3 separate regions of the Mus musculus genome follow, and all the other regions are linked to region 1. A link is a contact called in public ChIA-PET and promoter capture Hi-C data. All regions are on one chromosome and are shown on one strand. The core of a region is the stretch at or near the end of the contact, and the rest is flanking DNA. Distances in the headings are between cores, read along the strand shown. Region 1 holds the start of Tnpo1 (transportin 1). Region 2 has its middle 51 kb from the start of Cartpt. Region 3 holds the start of Btf3 (basic transcription factor 3).

Region 1 (4,922 bases), core at 1,178-3,677:
CCTGTCTCAAAAAAAAAAAAAATTTTTTTTTTGAAGACAAATCTCCATCCTCGTTTCTTGTTTCATTTGTGCATGAAGATGCTTGAAAGCGAATACTCTACTCATCACACCAACTACAGTCCTTCTAAGAACAGTGCCTAGGATAGATGTGTCAGAACCACACAAAGGCTTTGAGAACCTCCCTTCCTAACCTCTACCTGACTAACCACAGTCCACCCACTCTCACAAACCTCTGTCCAACAGTGAATACACTCCTCTAACCTGCTAGAGCCTTACTAACACTAGCCAAGCAGGACCTCATCTTGTGAGAAGTTTCCTTTTGGAAGGTGCACTGTCCTCCGTGATTCTGAAATCACCAGTTACACTCTAGTTCAGCTCTCTCAATCTCTGCACGTAAGCATTTGGGGGGGGTGGGGAGGGCCAAATCTTTGGCATCTTATACCACATTCTTTTCTTTCTTTCCTGGTTTGTTTGTTTTTGGAGACAGAGTTTCTCAGTGGAGCCCTGGCTGTCCTGGAACTCAGAGATCTGCCTGCCTCTGCCTCCAAAGGCAGTCCGCATGCTGTCACCTTCCTCTCTTTCATTTATTCTGGTTACATTTACTTCATGTGGAACTTGACTTGGCTTCCTTAGAACCTGATTTCTTTTCAAAAAAAAAAGCTTGCCAATATGGCTAACAAACACAAGAAATTCCTCTAAATATAGCACATGTTCACATTTCAACACAATTTAAGAAAACTGAATGCACACAATCACTTTAACATAAGTAAAAAAAAATAGTCATAAAACAATGACTATAACAATTATTGATACTGGAAATAGTCACAGCTAGGATCTTTTTTTTTTTTAAGATAAAATTCTATCCTGTTGCTATTATATAATGGCAAAAAGGCACAGCTAGGATCTTTTTTTTTTTTTAAGATAAAATTCTATCCTGTTGCTATTATATAATGGCAAAAAGGCTTTTAGGAATGGAGGGAGAAATACAAAAATATTTTCTATAGGTCTTTCAGTGGGAGGAATTCAGTAATTTCTGGCCAGGGCAGGATGGAAAAGCACATGGCTAATGGAAGGCCGAGGCCCTCTTCAGAAAGGGAAGACGAACCACTCACAGTGCAGTAGGTGTACACGGACTCAAGTAAAAGCTGAATTGCCAAACCACTATTCACCCACACACGGCAAGTGTCAAGGAGTTTAAAATAAATCGGCCACCTCTAAAGTAGTATTTTTCCTTTGCACTTGCAAATTTCCACATAGACCAGCCATTCTCTAGAACCAGGACGGAGGGTTACAGGACAGTAACAAGGATCACTTCTCACCAACTACAAACCATCCACTTACTTCATTAGCACACTTTCTTACCACACTTAAGTGAAAGTTTCGATAGGGAAACTCAAAACCCAGCAGGTACTTTTGGTATCCTAAAGATGAACACGTCTGAGCGTGCACATTGCAGACAGACAGGTCAGTTCCAAATACTGATTTCACCGAATATTTTGCATTTAAGGAGCGTCTTCTCTTTAGGGGGGAAAAGCATTGCTTACGTACTCATTGAAGCCATCACTGTTTTTCGAACAGGACATACTAAGCTTCTTAATACAATCTCCCCAACTAGTGGACAGCCTCTGACTTCGTTTCTACAGTTAACAGCTGATTCGCGACTGGCGTAACAAAGTGAAACTGTAAACAATCCCTGCAAACCCCACGTGATTAAAAAAAATTAAGCCCCGCGAGATCATTTCTAAGAGGAAGAAAGCCTTTCTAAAGCCAGTTTGATTGTGGTGGCGGGTCTGTTCCTCGGCGGCCCTTCCCCGTGGCGTGGGCAGACAGAGGCAGACGTGCAAAACCCACAAACCTAAGCAAAACCCGTAGTTACAAACATTAAAATTATGTTCACAGGTCGCGAGGCCAGCAGGCCCTCGGGGGAGACGGATCAGCTGGCTGCAGAAACCGGAGTGTGCGAGGCTCCGGGACAAAGACCGGCGACCTCGGGCCCTCGCACCGTGCGGCCTGACGGGCATCGCAGCGGCTCGGCCCGCCAGCCTCCCGCCACCCCCAGGACCGACCTCCCGCTCCTGGGGCGCCGCCTGCCCTGTCCGGGACCCGCAGGGCGCCCGGGACCGCAGCTGTTGGGCTTAGAACCGCGCCGTCGCCGGCGGGCTCCAAACGGCCAGGCCCCGTCCGAGAGGGCGGACAGCGGAGCGCGGTCCCCTCGGCGCGGCGGCCGGTCGGAGCTCGCTCGGGCCGCTTCCCACCCGCCTCCGCCCTGGCCACGCACCCTCACGCCAACCTACCCGGTCCCACACCATCCCAGAGGCCTCCGGCGCTCGGGCCTTTCTGCCGAAGCGGCGCTGCCTCCCGTCCGGGGCCTGAAATGGCTGCGGAACAAAGAGAATCCGGGCTCCGGCGAGCGCCGGTCCGATTGGCCGGGGGGCGGAGCCCGGCGCGGGAATCTTCGGCGGCGGTCGCCTTGGCAACGGCGACGGGGCTGGGAAAACTGCGGCCTGGGCCTGCTGGCCTGCGTCGGGAAGGCGGGCGGGCGGGCGGCGCGCCCCAGCGGTTTTCACCAAGCGGGGTCCCGGGGTCGACGCCTCGGCCCCGTGCCCGCCTCACACCCCCTCGCGCCCACTGCAGCCCCCACAAGCCAGCCTGGGGCTCAGTCGCGGCCTCCGCTGCCCAGCCCGTTGAGTGTGAACGCCCAGATGCACGGCCCTTCCGGCGGCAGGTGACGTGCGTGCCCGGAGTGCACTCGTGTCCCCCCCGGGAGACCGCCGAGCCCAGAGCCCGGCGACACCCACCAGGCCGCTCGTCCCACAGTCGAACTGTTACAGCTTTCCTGGGACAAGGCAGAAGGGTGTGGGCGGACGGCGGCCCCCTTGATAACACAGGGGCTTCTGAAATGTGCTGATGTAGCACGAAACTACCATATAAAACCAAATGAAATGATTTAGAAAATTAGGTTTACATCTCTAGGTATGTTTCTACTATAAAGCTAGTTCCCTGAGCTTGGAGATAATAAGCTCTCCTCTCTCCTTATACAGCCACCACCAGAGAGGTACTGTAACTTCAAGCTGAAAGTGTTTTAAAATGGGAGAGGTAGGCACTTTTCAAGCCAGTTGCAATAATGGTAATGAAGAGAGGTGAATTGTTCTTCCCAGTGGTAGCACACGCTTTTAATCCCAGCACTTGGGAGGCAGAGTCAGGCAGACTTCTGAGTTCAAGGCCAGCCAGGGCTATACTGAGAAACCCGGTCTTGGAAGAATCGTTCTTCCCTGCCTGGTTATTTTTACACAAACTTACCACGTATGAGTATTTTAAATATGCACAGCAAGGTGGTCCTTTTTTCTGAGTGAGTGGCCAGCGAGAATTATCTTCACATCAGTGCTTTCAACTGCCTTAGTGTTACATACTTCTTGTTTAGGCAGTGATTGCTCTCCATACACTTTACAGGTAAAATTATTGTACCTAATTCTTGAAAAATGCTAAATATTTACAACTTATTTATTAAGAAGCTTAAAAATCTTCACTTGTAATACTTTTTAGTGTTACAATTAGCTTAACTCAAAGTTTGAGACTAAAAGATGGTTTTTATCATCAGAAAGCTGAAAATTGAAAGGGAAAATATTTAAAATTACTAAAATATGGCCAGGCATGGCAGCCCACACTTTTAGTCCCATCACTCCAGAGGCAGAGGCAGACAGATTGCTGAGTTCCAGGCCAGCCTGGCCTACACAGAGAAACTTTGTCTCTATCAAATAAAATAAACATTTTTAAATGTTGATTTAATAGAAGTTAGATAGAGTAGTGTTCTTGGAAAGGAATTTTCTAAGAAGGAATATGTCCTAAGAAAAACAATTTAATGTAAACCTTCCTCCAGAGCAGTTTGGTGAGTCTGCAAAAAAATTTACTGCAAGGAAAAATGTAAACAGGTCTTATTTTATACTTAAAAGCTTTCATTGTAGAGTAGAGACTTGTAAAAATCAGATGATTGTGTGATTGTGGTAACTGAATCTTACATTGCTGGAGATTTAAAAAATAAAATAGCATTAAAATCTATAAGATTAGGGGCTGGGAAAATGGTTCAGAGGGTAACAGCCTTTGTTTTTGCAGAGGACCTGGGTTTTAGTCTCCAACCATGAGGTAGCTCATAACCGTTCATAATTCCAGTTCCAGGGGTCCAATGCCCTGCTGACCTCCACAGACACTAGGCATTCCCATGATGTGCGTGGCAGCAAAGCACTCATACACATAAATAAAACTAAAGATGAGCAACTAAGGATTGTTGTAGGACCTACACCAAGCAATGAAGAAGAATTTACCTAAATACTACTTTGGGAATAAACAAAGCTAACTGGAAGGAGGAAGGATTGAATATTAATTAGTATATATAAAAGGATTTATTCCCTTGAATTCTTTTTAAAGAAAAACATTTTTTTTTTGGTATTTTATTTTTGGTACTTTTTGGTATTAAAGGTATGTGTTACCACCACCCCACATGAATTTTTCTTTAGGCAGGGCATGGTGGCGCACACCTTTAATCCCAGCACTTGGGAGGCAGAGGCAGGCGGATTTCTGAGTTCAAGGCCAGCCTGGTCTACAAAGTGAGTTCCAGGACAGCCAGGGCTACACAGAGAAATCCTGTCTCGAAAACAACAACAAAAAATTCTTGGTTATTAGATATTATAAAGTTGAGATGGGGCTGGAGAGATGACTCAGTGGTTAAGAGCACTGATTGCTCTTCCAGAGGACCTGAGTTCAATTCCCAGCAACCACATGGTGACTCACAACCATCTGTAATGGGATCCGAAGCCCTCTTCTGGTGTGTCTGAAGAGAGTGACAGTGTACTCACATACATAAAATAAATAAATCTTTTTTTAAAAATTGGGATGAGATAATCTAAGAATCTATTCTTTCATTGGAT
Region 2 (4,922 bases), core at 1,115-3,614, 920 kb after region 1:
GGGAAATGTTCTCCAGAAATAAAAAGGGAATGTGATTTGGAAAAAACTTATTTCAGGCGATTATCTCTCTGCATAAGGAAGCTTAAGGATGCCCTAAAATAAATGTTGCTGACTAGACTGCAGCCGGGAGAGAAACGAGCCTGCAATCTCTTGGTTGCTTTGGCTCTCACAGCCCTGATGAGGATCACCCCAGATTATAAGACGGCGACTGGCATCACCTTGCGAGCTGTGAGTCTTTTAAGATGGCGCTGCAGTTTGCAACCTGACCCTGTTACAGGAAATGCCGATCCTGCACATCCTCGGGTCGGGGGCGAGAGGGCCTCCCAGATACCAGGGCTGTAAATGTCACTAAAGCGGTCTGGAAAGTAACTGGAAAGGTGTTTGTCTCCTCTGCTCCATTCCAGATCTTCCGGCCCAATGCAACCCTGAGGCATCGCCTTGCAGTGCTGTGATTTAATCACAAAATTGTTTCAGAGTGAGAATTTAAAAGGGCCTAATAGGTTAGAAATTTTGCAAAATGCATTCAGCAAAACTTTACTTAACTGGAATTCCTCTAATATACAATTTTTAAAAATATTGACTATGGAGGTACCGAGGTGGGGAGCGATTTGGCTGATGAAGGTGAAGAAATTGGGCAGAAATTCAGTGATTCATCTTGGAGGGAGGATCCTGAATCTTAGGTGTTCCCTGGATAGTGTAAAATTAAAGTGTTTGAGGAAGCCTACAAGTCTGATTTGACAGCCAAAGAAGCCAGTCAGCTCTCACACTGGAAAGATGGACAGATGGAAATTCAGATCACCCTCATAAGACTGATCAATACACATCTGCTGACTGCTTATCATTCGCATGGCACTCAATGTGTGCGAGTGCGTGTGTGCGTGCGTGTGTGTGTGTGTGTGTGTGTGTGTGTGTGTGTGTGTGTATCTTCCCACAGTTCCATCATCTCCTCCACGAAGCCCTCCAGCTCCACTCTTCCATCCTGACCTATTCACCTTGGTTGAGACAAGGCGTCACTATGTAGCTGTGGCTGTCCTCGAACTCACTAGGTAGACGAAGATGGCCTCCAGCTGATAGAGGTCTGCCTGCCTCTGCCTCCTGAGTGTGGAGATTAAAGGTGTGCTCCATCTGGCTTCTGAAAGATTCCCTTTTGATTTAAGTTTATTTTATCATTATTAAATAGCATGCACTTATCACAAGAAATTTGAAAAACAAAAAGAAATGGAATAAGGGAAGGAAGCCATCCGCAGTCTCATCAAGTAAAATAAATTCTAAAATATATATTATGCTTATCTGAAAGTTTTTACATATAACTGAGAACATGTAAGATAACATCCTGGAAAGTACATAGTACCATAGACTGAACAGACTAATGACTCGATAATATCAAATGTGTAATCTCAGATCCGACAGAAAATACACAAAGAGACCGATAAGACAAGAAACTTATAGGAAGCCCAAGTTCTCTCCCTGGGATCCCTGTGGAGTAAGAAAGAACTGTCTCTGGTAAATTATCCTTTGACCTCGACACGTGTGCAGTAGCGTGTAGCACACACAGGTATACACATACTGACATAAATAGACAAGAATGATTTTCAGCATGTAATCTGAAAGGGCTAGAGCGATGTCTCAATGGGTAAGGTGCTTCTGTACAACCGTAGAGCCCTGAGATTAAATCCCTAGCACCCATGACGACATGGGTGAAACCCCTGCAGCTGGAGCACTGGGGCTGAGACAGGAGGATGCCCAGGTCTCACTAGCGGTCAGTCTGCCGATCAGTAGCCATTTCTGTCTTGGTGATAGACTCTGTCTAACTATAAGGTATAAAGCAAAAAAGGAAACCCAGGCCCAAGCTATCATAGCTTTGTTCTCTTTCTTATACACACATGCATTCTCTCTCTTATTTTCTGTGAGATCTCTCAGCACCCCCACCCACCCACATTTTAGCAGGATCTTTTTTTTTGTATTGTAGTTTTACAGTTTTTATGTTTTGCTTATTGTTCCTTTTTTATGTTACTCTGATGTTGTTTACATGCCTTTTTCCTCTCTAGGACAGTCTTTTTTTTTTTTTCTGTGATCACCTAATGTGTGCTGGGAATCTGACTCTATCTTCTGGATCAGCAGCAAGTGCTCTTAACTTCTGGACCAGCTCTCCAGCTGCACCCCACATAACACTTCCCTTCCTTCTTCTCCTTTAGTCTGTTTGACTGTGTTTCCCCTTTCTCCGTGTTTCCCTGTCTGCTCCATCTATCTCATTCATCTGTGAGTCCCACCTTTTCCTAAATAACGCTGAGCCTCACTGCGCACTCTAGCGGCTTTGCGGAGCTCCGCTCTCTTGCATCTGTTTGTTGCGGTTGACTTTAAGTGTACCCGTACTTGTGTGGTTTGCTGTTGCTGCTGCTATAAGCGCGTGTTTCCCCCTTGGTGAGCAGACTGGGAGTCGTGCCTTTCAGAGCAGACGTTTAGGTAGAACGCTGACTCTCTCAAAATCCAGAATAGCCACCAGAGACAGCAGATGCTCAAACTGCCGCAGAAATGCAAAAAACGGAAAAAGACAAGGGACTCCTTGACGATTGTACTCAAGACACTGGTGGAGATAAAATACCAAATGAAGTCCCCTCCCCACCCTCTACCCAGGTAAAAATGATCAATCAGGGATAGAGTGATAGCTCATCAATTATGGGCTCTTATAGAAGACCTGGGTTCAGTTTCCAGCACAGGCGCGACACACACACACACACACACACACACACACACACAGCAGCCACCATTATCTCTAATCCCAGTTCCAGGAGATCTGATGCCTTTTTCTGACCTCTACAGGCTCCTGCCTGTACATATGCACATATACATACACTCAGGGATACATACATATTACATAGATAAACAAACAAACAAACAAACGAATGAATAAATAGATAGATAGAATATCGGTGAACTGAAGGAGAATACCAACATAGGTTCAATCCTTCAAACCCTAGAAAAAATACTCAAAAACATAAATGGAAAAGTCAGTAAAATGGCTGAGAAGAATCAACAATATGGATGGAAAAGTCAGGAATATGGGAGCAAAAATGGATTCAACATACCTATTGGCACCATTCAGGTTGTTAGCTTTTTGTTCTCTTTTATCAGTCAATGTATCTATCTGTCTATATGTACATGTGAGCACACGTACGTGCAGACACACAAAGCAATTCTCTTATTTCTGCAGGATAAAACTTAAAATATGCAGAAAAACTTGATTTTGCTTGGCAATAAAGAAGCTCTTCGATGCTGCATCCAACATCCTGGTTGGTGAATTCAGGAAAAAAAATATCTTTCTTTCTGAGTTCTGAGCTATCACCTTGTGAACGCATTCATCTTTATTTTCACACGTGTAAACAGAATATGAATTACAGGGCTGAAGAAGTGGCTCACTGGTTAAAAACACTTTCTACTCCTGCAGAGGATGGTGGGTTTCCAGTGCCCACATCAGATGGCTCACAACTGCCTATAACTCCAGTCCCAATGCATTCAAAACTTCCTTACCTCCATGGCCATCTGCATGCATGCAGTGCACATAAACATACATAAACATGTATACATTTGCATGCATAAATAAAAATCATAAATATTTTTAAACCACAAATCTCAGGGGCTCACCAAGATTTCTATTCCATATATCCTGAGCTCATTGTATGCGCAAACTTATTTCCTTACAGGAAGGGAGTAGAGAGCAGGAAGCAGCCACGGAAAGAACTGCAGCCACACTTCAAAGTTCTTCTTACAGGAAAGAGTCCCAGCTGCAATCCTGGATTCTGAGGTCAGGCAGGTTTGGGGTTAGGCCAAGGTGGGAATTACAATTCTTTTCACTCTCTGCTGACCCACGTGAGCTGAAGCCAAGGGTTTTTTTTTAAAGGAGAAGAGGGGTTGTTTTGTAAGAAAGGACTTGAATGAAGTGATTTCGGGAACTGTTACACTGGCTAAGAAGACATTTTTTGCTGCATGACTTCGTTTATTTTAAATGCTTGGGTCACTCTCCCTCCTTCCTTCCTCCCCTCCCTCCCTCCCTCGCTCCCTCCCTCTCTGTTCCTACCCGCTCCCCTCCTGTAGCCACTTCACTTTTAAATGACATCTAGATAATTGTAGCATAAGGACATTCCAAAAGTAACCAGCTCTGTTCTCCCCCTGGTTTCACGGGTGCATAAGCATTTCCTGTCGTGTGTGCGGCGGGTGATATAGAAAGGTGTGTTGCTTAAGTGTGTTTTCACGTGAGCATGTGGGACACCAATACAGAGAAGTACCTATGGGCTCTAGCACCAACATGGCCAGCAGCTAAAAGTGTGCCTGGCTCATCAAAATGAAAAGGCAGGGAGGGAGTCCCTTCAGCTACATAAGGACACAGCAAATTAGCCTGCCCTGACAACTTACAGATTAGGTAACTCTCTTCTGATAATCTGTCAAAAGAAGAAGTGGTACTCATTATTCCACAGGACTGAATGCATACTCTTAGCTTATTATTATCATTTTGCCACCCCTCCCTCCCCCACTCAGCTTTTCAGATCAGCCCATTCGGGGGCACACAGGAAGAACTTAATGGTTTGTGCTGTTGGGACCCCTGACCTGCATACAAACTGAATTGGTCTCCCTAGCTCTTGCCAGTTTCTGGCCCAACCCTAAAATCTACCTTTCTTTAGGAGTCTCTTGCCAGCGAGGGATCTATGTGAAAGTACAAGGGAACTTCAAATCTAAAAGGTTAAGGATCAGGGCGAAAAGCAGAGAGACATCACTCTTAAAGTCTGCAGGTGCCACGGACCACCCCAGTCGGGTCCCTGGAATGAGGATCCTCCAAGATAGGTGGGTAAGGATTCGGTGGTGACAAACAGAAACAAACACAGAGGCAGTTTGAATCTGAGTGTATTTTTGCAGCTCTCAAGCCGGGA
Region 3 (4,922 bases), core at 655-3,154, 610 kb before region 1:
AAACTGAAGACTACAATTGCCAGCAAAGGCAAACAGGATGCTTACTGCTGGTGCCAACTCTCCTAACTTATGTTATGTTACGTTCCACATTTCCTTATCTCTCAGAAGACTACTGAAGATTTACCTTCAGTAAAAGTTAAAGTTAGAACAATTTAATAGGTAATAAACTTGTACTATGGAAGCTCCACAGGTTTCTCGGAGACTCCATGCTTCAACCTGTTAAACACCAGGAATGTGCTAACTCGATACTTGAAACTAAGGAGCTCTTCATCTGGAGTGGACCCAGCACCAACACCAAGTTCAATTCTTTCAGAGCAGAATCCACTTGGAGAAACCAACCTGCCAACACATTTGCATTCTCTCACTGTAGCATAATTACAAAGGTTGAGGAACAAAAGACATGTGCTAAGGTAGGATTTCCCAACCTAACACTGTTCACGAATTTAAATAGGAAGGTATCCTCAAATACCCTAAAAAAGACAATTAGTCTGTTGAGCATTTAGTTCAGAAAGCAATGCAGAAGAGCAGAAGATCTTCATAATAATAATAATAATAATAAAATTACCTAATCATTAAGTAGAACAGGAAAAGCCAATACTTTCAGTTAACTTACTTTTAAAAAAAATGGGGTGGGAATGCAGTTTGGGAGTTGAGAGGTCCTCTAGCATGTACCAAAACATGTGTTGGATCTCAGGACAACTCAAAGGTAACAAAATAACCACCCCCAACATTGTACAAGTCAAGGGTACACGGTACACAAAGATTTGGCAGAGAACATACTTTCCCCCCCATTCATAAAATCCAGTAACATTTGTTTATATGCGCCATAATCCTGAACCTCTTGCAAGCAAGGCACCGTTTTTAAGTGCTATTTTCTTCTCTACTCGATGACCGACCTCACCCCTACTATCTATCTATCTATCTATCTCCTCCTTGTCTCTTAGTATTGGTCTCATTTCCCTTGGATTTGCTAGCTTTGCGAAATGTCCCCTGCCAAGCAAAGTGACAAAAAAAACCCAAAAAACCAACCAACCAAACCAAAAACAACAACAACAACAACAAAAAAAACAAAAAACAAAAAACCCAACAACGTGAGAAATGCAAACGGAACTTTGGAAGAGAGAGAGGAGAGAAAAAGAAAGGAGGAAAAAAAAAAAAGAAACTTACTTTCCCACCAATGCGCACTTGTGCCTGCAGTTTGGCGAGTTTCTCCTGGTTCATGATTGTTTCTTTCATCTACAAAGAGAGAGGAAAAAAAAAAATCCTCAGCCAAGAACAAGAACGGCCGGGCCCCCCCTCCAGCATTCCACGCTCGTTATTTCCCGCTACACTCGCAGGAGAACGTCGTCCCCCTCGGGCTGAGGCCTGGATCCCCAATTCACCCCTCCAGGCTCGCCGGGGCGCACAGGGCCCCTCGCCCCTCCCCCGCCCGGCCCGGCCCGGCCTCGGGCTCAGCCCCACGGCGACCGAGCATCCCCCGCTCCCCGCCGCCCTGCCCGGCCTGGGCCGAGGCCTCGCCACGGCCTGCCCGGCCCGGCCACTCTCCGCAGGCCTCGCGGTACCTGAGACTCCCGTCCTCGGCTTCCGCCGAGAGGGAGAGAGGGCGTCGCTTCGGCCCCGGGCCAGCCGCCCCTGGCTCGCCCTCGCCCCCGAGAGTCCGCCTGGGTGGGAGCGCCCGTCCGTCGCATCGCTTTCCTCAGCTCCGTCCGTCCCCTCCCTGCCTCGCTCCTGCCGGGAAACGCCCGCCCCACCCCCAACTCCCGGTCTCCTCCCACGCCGGCGTCCACGGCCTTTTTTCTGTACCTTGTCGGAGTGGAAATGGCGCCGCGCGGGGAACTAAGGTTCACGCTCAGGGGGTCTCGGGCAGACCAGCTGAGAGAAGGCGCACACACGCGGGGACGCAAGATGGCAGCTAGAGGGAGGCCGGAAGTAACGCGACGCCACTTCCTCCAGAATTCAGGAAGCGGAGTTGGCGTCGCCGCGCATGCGCAGCCGGGGGCCGGTCCGCGGCTGTTTCTTTCCTTTCGTCCAGCGGCGGGCCGGGAGCAGCACCGGAGAGCTGGGACCCGCGGTCGCCGTCCGCGGTCCTGGGAAAGGCCGCGGATAGATCGGACAGTGAGGCTCCCTGTAGAGCTGTGGTTAAATCAGTCTGCCCTGTGGCCACCCCGTAGGGCGTCCAGCTTTGTCCAGTAGGCTGCAGTGTCTGCTCAATGCCGGGTGTAAATAAAAAACTATCGAAATCAGCCAGGCTAATGTTGCTTTCCAAAATTAAGTGACTTGGGTGATGTAGAAATCGCGACTCAGAATGTCTAGAAAGCATGTTCGGAATGCTTTCCAGATCTCCACCCTTCAGCAATTCGGTTTATTCAAGGTTGAAACAGGGTAACAAGATTTGTAACCTCTTAACCCTTCTACACCTCTACCATCGACTCCCTGATCTCGAATCGTCATGGATTCGACCATGAAGCATTCACGATGGAGCAAACTTTACCTTGAATTCTTCCAAGATGAATTTGAGCCTGCGTGCTTGGGGGTAAAAACGTGGCTGTGAGTTAAAGTTTGCCGAACTCCAGCACGAATTGTGGTTGTCGTTTTTTTGTTTTTTTGTTTTTGTTTTTTGTTGTTGTTGCATAATTTGATGGTTGTTTTAAAAAGTGTCTCGATAAGTAATCCTGGCTAGTCTGAAGCACACAGCTATTCTCCGGCCTCAGAGCCCCTCTGTCCAATGCTGGGATTATAGTCGTCTAGCACCATTCCCAGACAAATTTTAAGATAACCTTAGAAAATCCCTATATGAAGATTAAAAAACGAAAAAGAAAAAGAGGTTAAGTGAAAATTCTGTGTGCTTAAGCCTTTTTCCAATCTTAGCTACGAAATGTTTTTGAATATTCCAAAGAGAAAGTTGTGTTAGAATTTTTAGAGAATACAATTTATCCAGAAAAGTTGCCGAAATGAATACTCTAGCTAAAATCAATTTTTTTTCCCCTTGGAAACCTTTTTACACAAGAGTTTCTTGCAACAGCGATGAGTCATTTAAAAAATCGGGAGAGACAACTACGTTGCTATGTAGAAAATTGTAACAAGTTCTTTTTCTTGAAACAACAACAATGTTTCTTTTATCCGAACAAGTAAGTTTGTCTCAGAAAACCATGCTTGTTGTCTACCCTATGAAGTACCTAACCATTCTCCAAATAACTGAGATGAGGCAACAGAATTCAGTGCTACAGAAAATATATAAAACATGACTGTGTTACATATGATGGATAAAAGGTAAAACTAGTTCTTTTTGTTTTTGTTTTTTTTTTTTTTTTTTTTTTGTTGTTGTTTTTCCAGACAGGGTTTCTCTGTATAGCCCTGGCTGTCCTGGAACTCACTCTTTAGACCAGGCTGGCCTCGAACTCAGAAATCCCCCTGCCTCTGCCTCCCAAGTGCTGGGATTAAAGGCATGCACCACCACGCCCGGCTAACTAGTTCTTTTTAAAGAAATGTTTATCTGTAGAATATTTTACTCTTCATATTACACTGAAAGTATGTGAAACTTCCTAATCATGATATTTTCTGAATTTTTACATAAAACTCTACAATATGTAACTGATACCTGTCTCATCTTTTAGGCCTATATTCAAGAAATATGACTTAGTTTCTTTTCCCCTATTCTGTCATGGTATAGAAGACTTGTATGATTTTGAAAATCACCAAACTGTAAGGAAGACGATGTTTATTTTGACCCTTGCTGCACCAGGACTTCAGATTTTGCTAATATTTATATACCAGCCTTTTAAAAAACAATCGAAGGACTTTGTTATTGTTTTACTTTTCCTCTAGAAGTTACCATTTGCGGTCTGTCTTCAGGACTACCATTTCCCACTTGCTCCGGCTGTCTACAGCAAGTGTAAAGGCTTGCCTCCCACCCTTTACTGCTCATATAGAACAATGCAAGAGCTGCTTACTTAGCATTGTCAACAGAATTCGAGAAAAAAAAAAAACATGATTGCTCTCCTTGATTCATAGGACATGTCTAAACAAAATATATGGTCATTTTCATCTCTGACTGGAACTTGAATTGGCTTCAGCAAGAACCAGGTATTTACTTGACATCAGGTTGCTTCTTCTTCTTTTTTTTGAGACAGGGTTTCTCTGTATAGCCTGGCTGTCCTGGAACTCACTCTGTAGACCAGGCTGGCCTCGAACTCAGAAATCCACCTGCCTCTGCCTCCTGAGTGCTGGGATTAAAGGCATGTGCTACCACTGCCCAGCTCAGGCTTAATTCTTAAGGGGAATTATGACCCACAAGAAGTTTTGAGAAATGACTGAAGATGAATGTGCGTGTGTGCATGTGTGTGTGTGTGTGTGTGTAAAGGACAGAAGACAATTATTGGGAATTGAATTACTTTCACTATGGGTCCCACAGATTGAGCTGAGGTCATAAGGTGATGTGACAAGGGCATTTCTCCTGAGGCATCTCTCAGGCAGGTTCCTGTGCTAGTTGTCAGAGAACCACAATGGGCATACCATCCATTAAACTTCTTTGTGTTCTCCTTCCAGTATCTGTCTCTCCCACGTGGATATCTATACGTTAGCTTGCCAAGTCTCGGAAAATCTTGCTTTTTACATCTCTTTCACCTTTTTGCCACAGAAATATTGTTTTTTTCTTGTTTTTGTTTGTTTTTTTTCCTCTCTCCAAATTCTCCATTTGTTGACAGGTAGTGTATAGTAGGACCATCTTGGACCCACCAGTGATATAAATAATGGCACGTAGGCTTTTCAATATTTTAAAAGTTAAATTTTAAAATACTAAAAAAAAATTAGTATGTTAAAGCTTAGGCCTTTTGCTGGGCAGTCTCCCAACTCCTCTAAACCTGACTGGATTGGCTCTACCTCTGCTTCACTCTGGTCAACCCACTGACCCCTGCCTCTAGTGA

What was found. Promoter capture Hi-C pulls out the DNA fragments that hold promoters and counts their contacts. ChIA-PET counts read pairs in DNA pulled down with a chosen protein or histone mark.
Region 2: a contact with region 1 is called in a promoter capture Hi-C map of hippocampal neurons, with 3 times the contacts expected there. The contact joins the enhancer-like site here to the promoter of Tnpo1 in region 1. A contact is called at or near these places in 7 of 39 promoter capture datasets (the 3T3-L1 cell line, cranial neural crest, frontonasal cranial neural crest and 3 more).
Region 3: an RNA polymerase II ChIA-PET map of memory CD8 T cells shows a contact between it and region 1, with 15 read pairs. The contact joins the promoter of Btf3 here to the promoter of Tnpo1 in region 1. A contact is called at or near these places in 1 of 39 promoter capture datasets (pre-B cells), 1 of 484 Hi-C or Micro-C datasets (embryonic stem cells) and 1 of 115 datasets of contacts at active chromatin or transcription factors (memory CD8 T cells).

The regions. Positions count from the first base shown.
Region 1 is chr13:98,923,957-98,928,878 of GRCm38.p6, forward strand. It overlaps Tnpo1 (transportin 1), which reads right to left and starts at 2,428. Exons shown (of 24, transcript NM_178716.3): 1 at 2,295-2,428. The coding sequence starts at 2,309. It overlaps Gm52051 (translation initiation factor IF-2-like), which reads left to right and starts at 456. Exons shown (of 2, transcript XR_003950643.1): 1 at 456-3,450.
Region 2 is chr13:99,847,442-99,852,363 of GRCm38.p6, forward strand. No RefSeq gene overlaps it. Among named protein-coding and RNA genes, the nearest start is that of Cartpt, 51 kb to the right of the region's middle. Within about 2 kb of position 2,365, at least 5 of the 459 cell types and tissues checked have an H3K27ac peak or open chromatin away from gene starts, as enhancers often do. A contact at or near this core is called in hippocampal neurons, where this site is marked.
Region 3 is chr13:98,315,063-98,319,984 of GRCm38.p6, forward strand. Btf3 (basic transcription factor 3) reads right to left here and starts at 1,905. Exons shown (of 6, transcript NM_145455.3): 1 at 1,563-1,905; 2 at 1,168-1,236. The coding sequence starts at 1,688. Gm9828 (predicted gene 9828) reads left to right here and starts at 2,054. Exons shown (of 4, transcript NR_137279.1): 1 at 2,054-2,547; 2 at 4,012-4,083.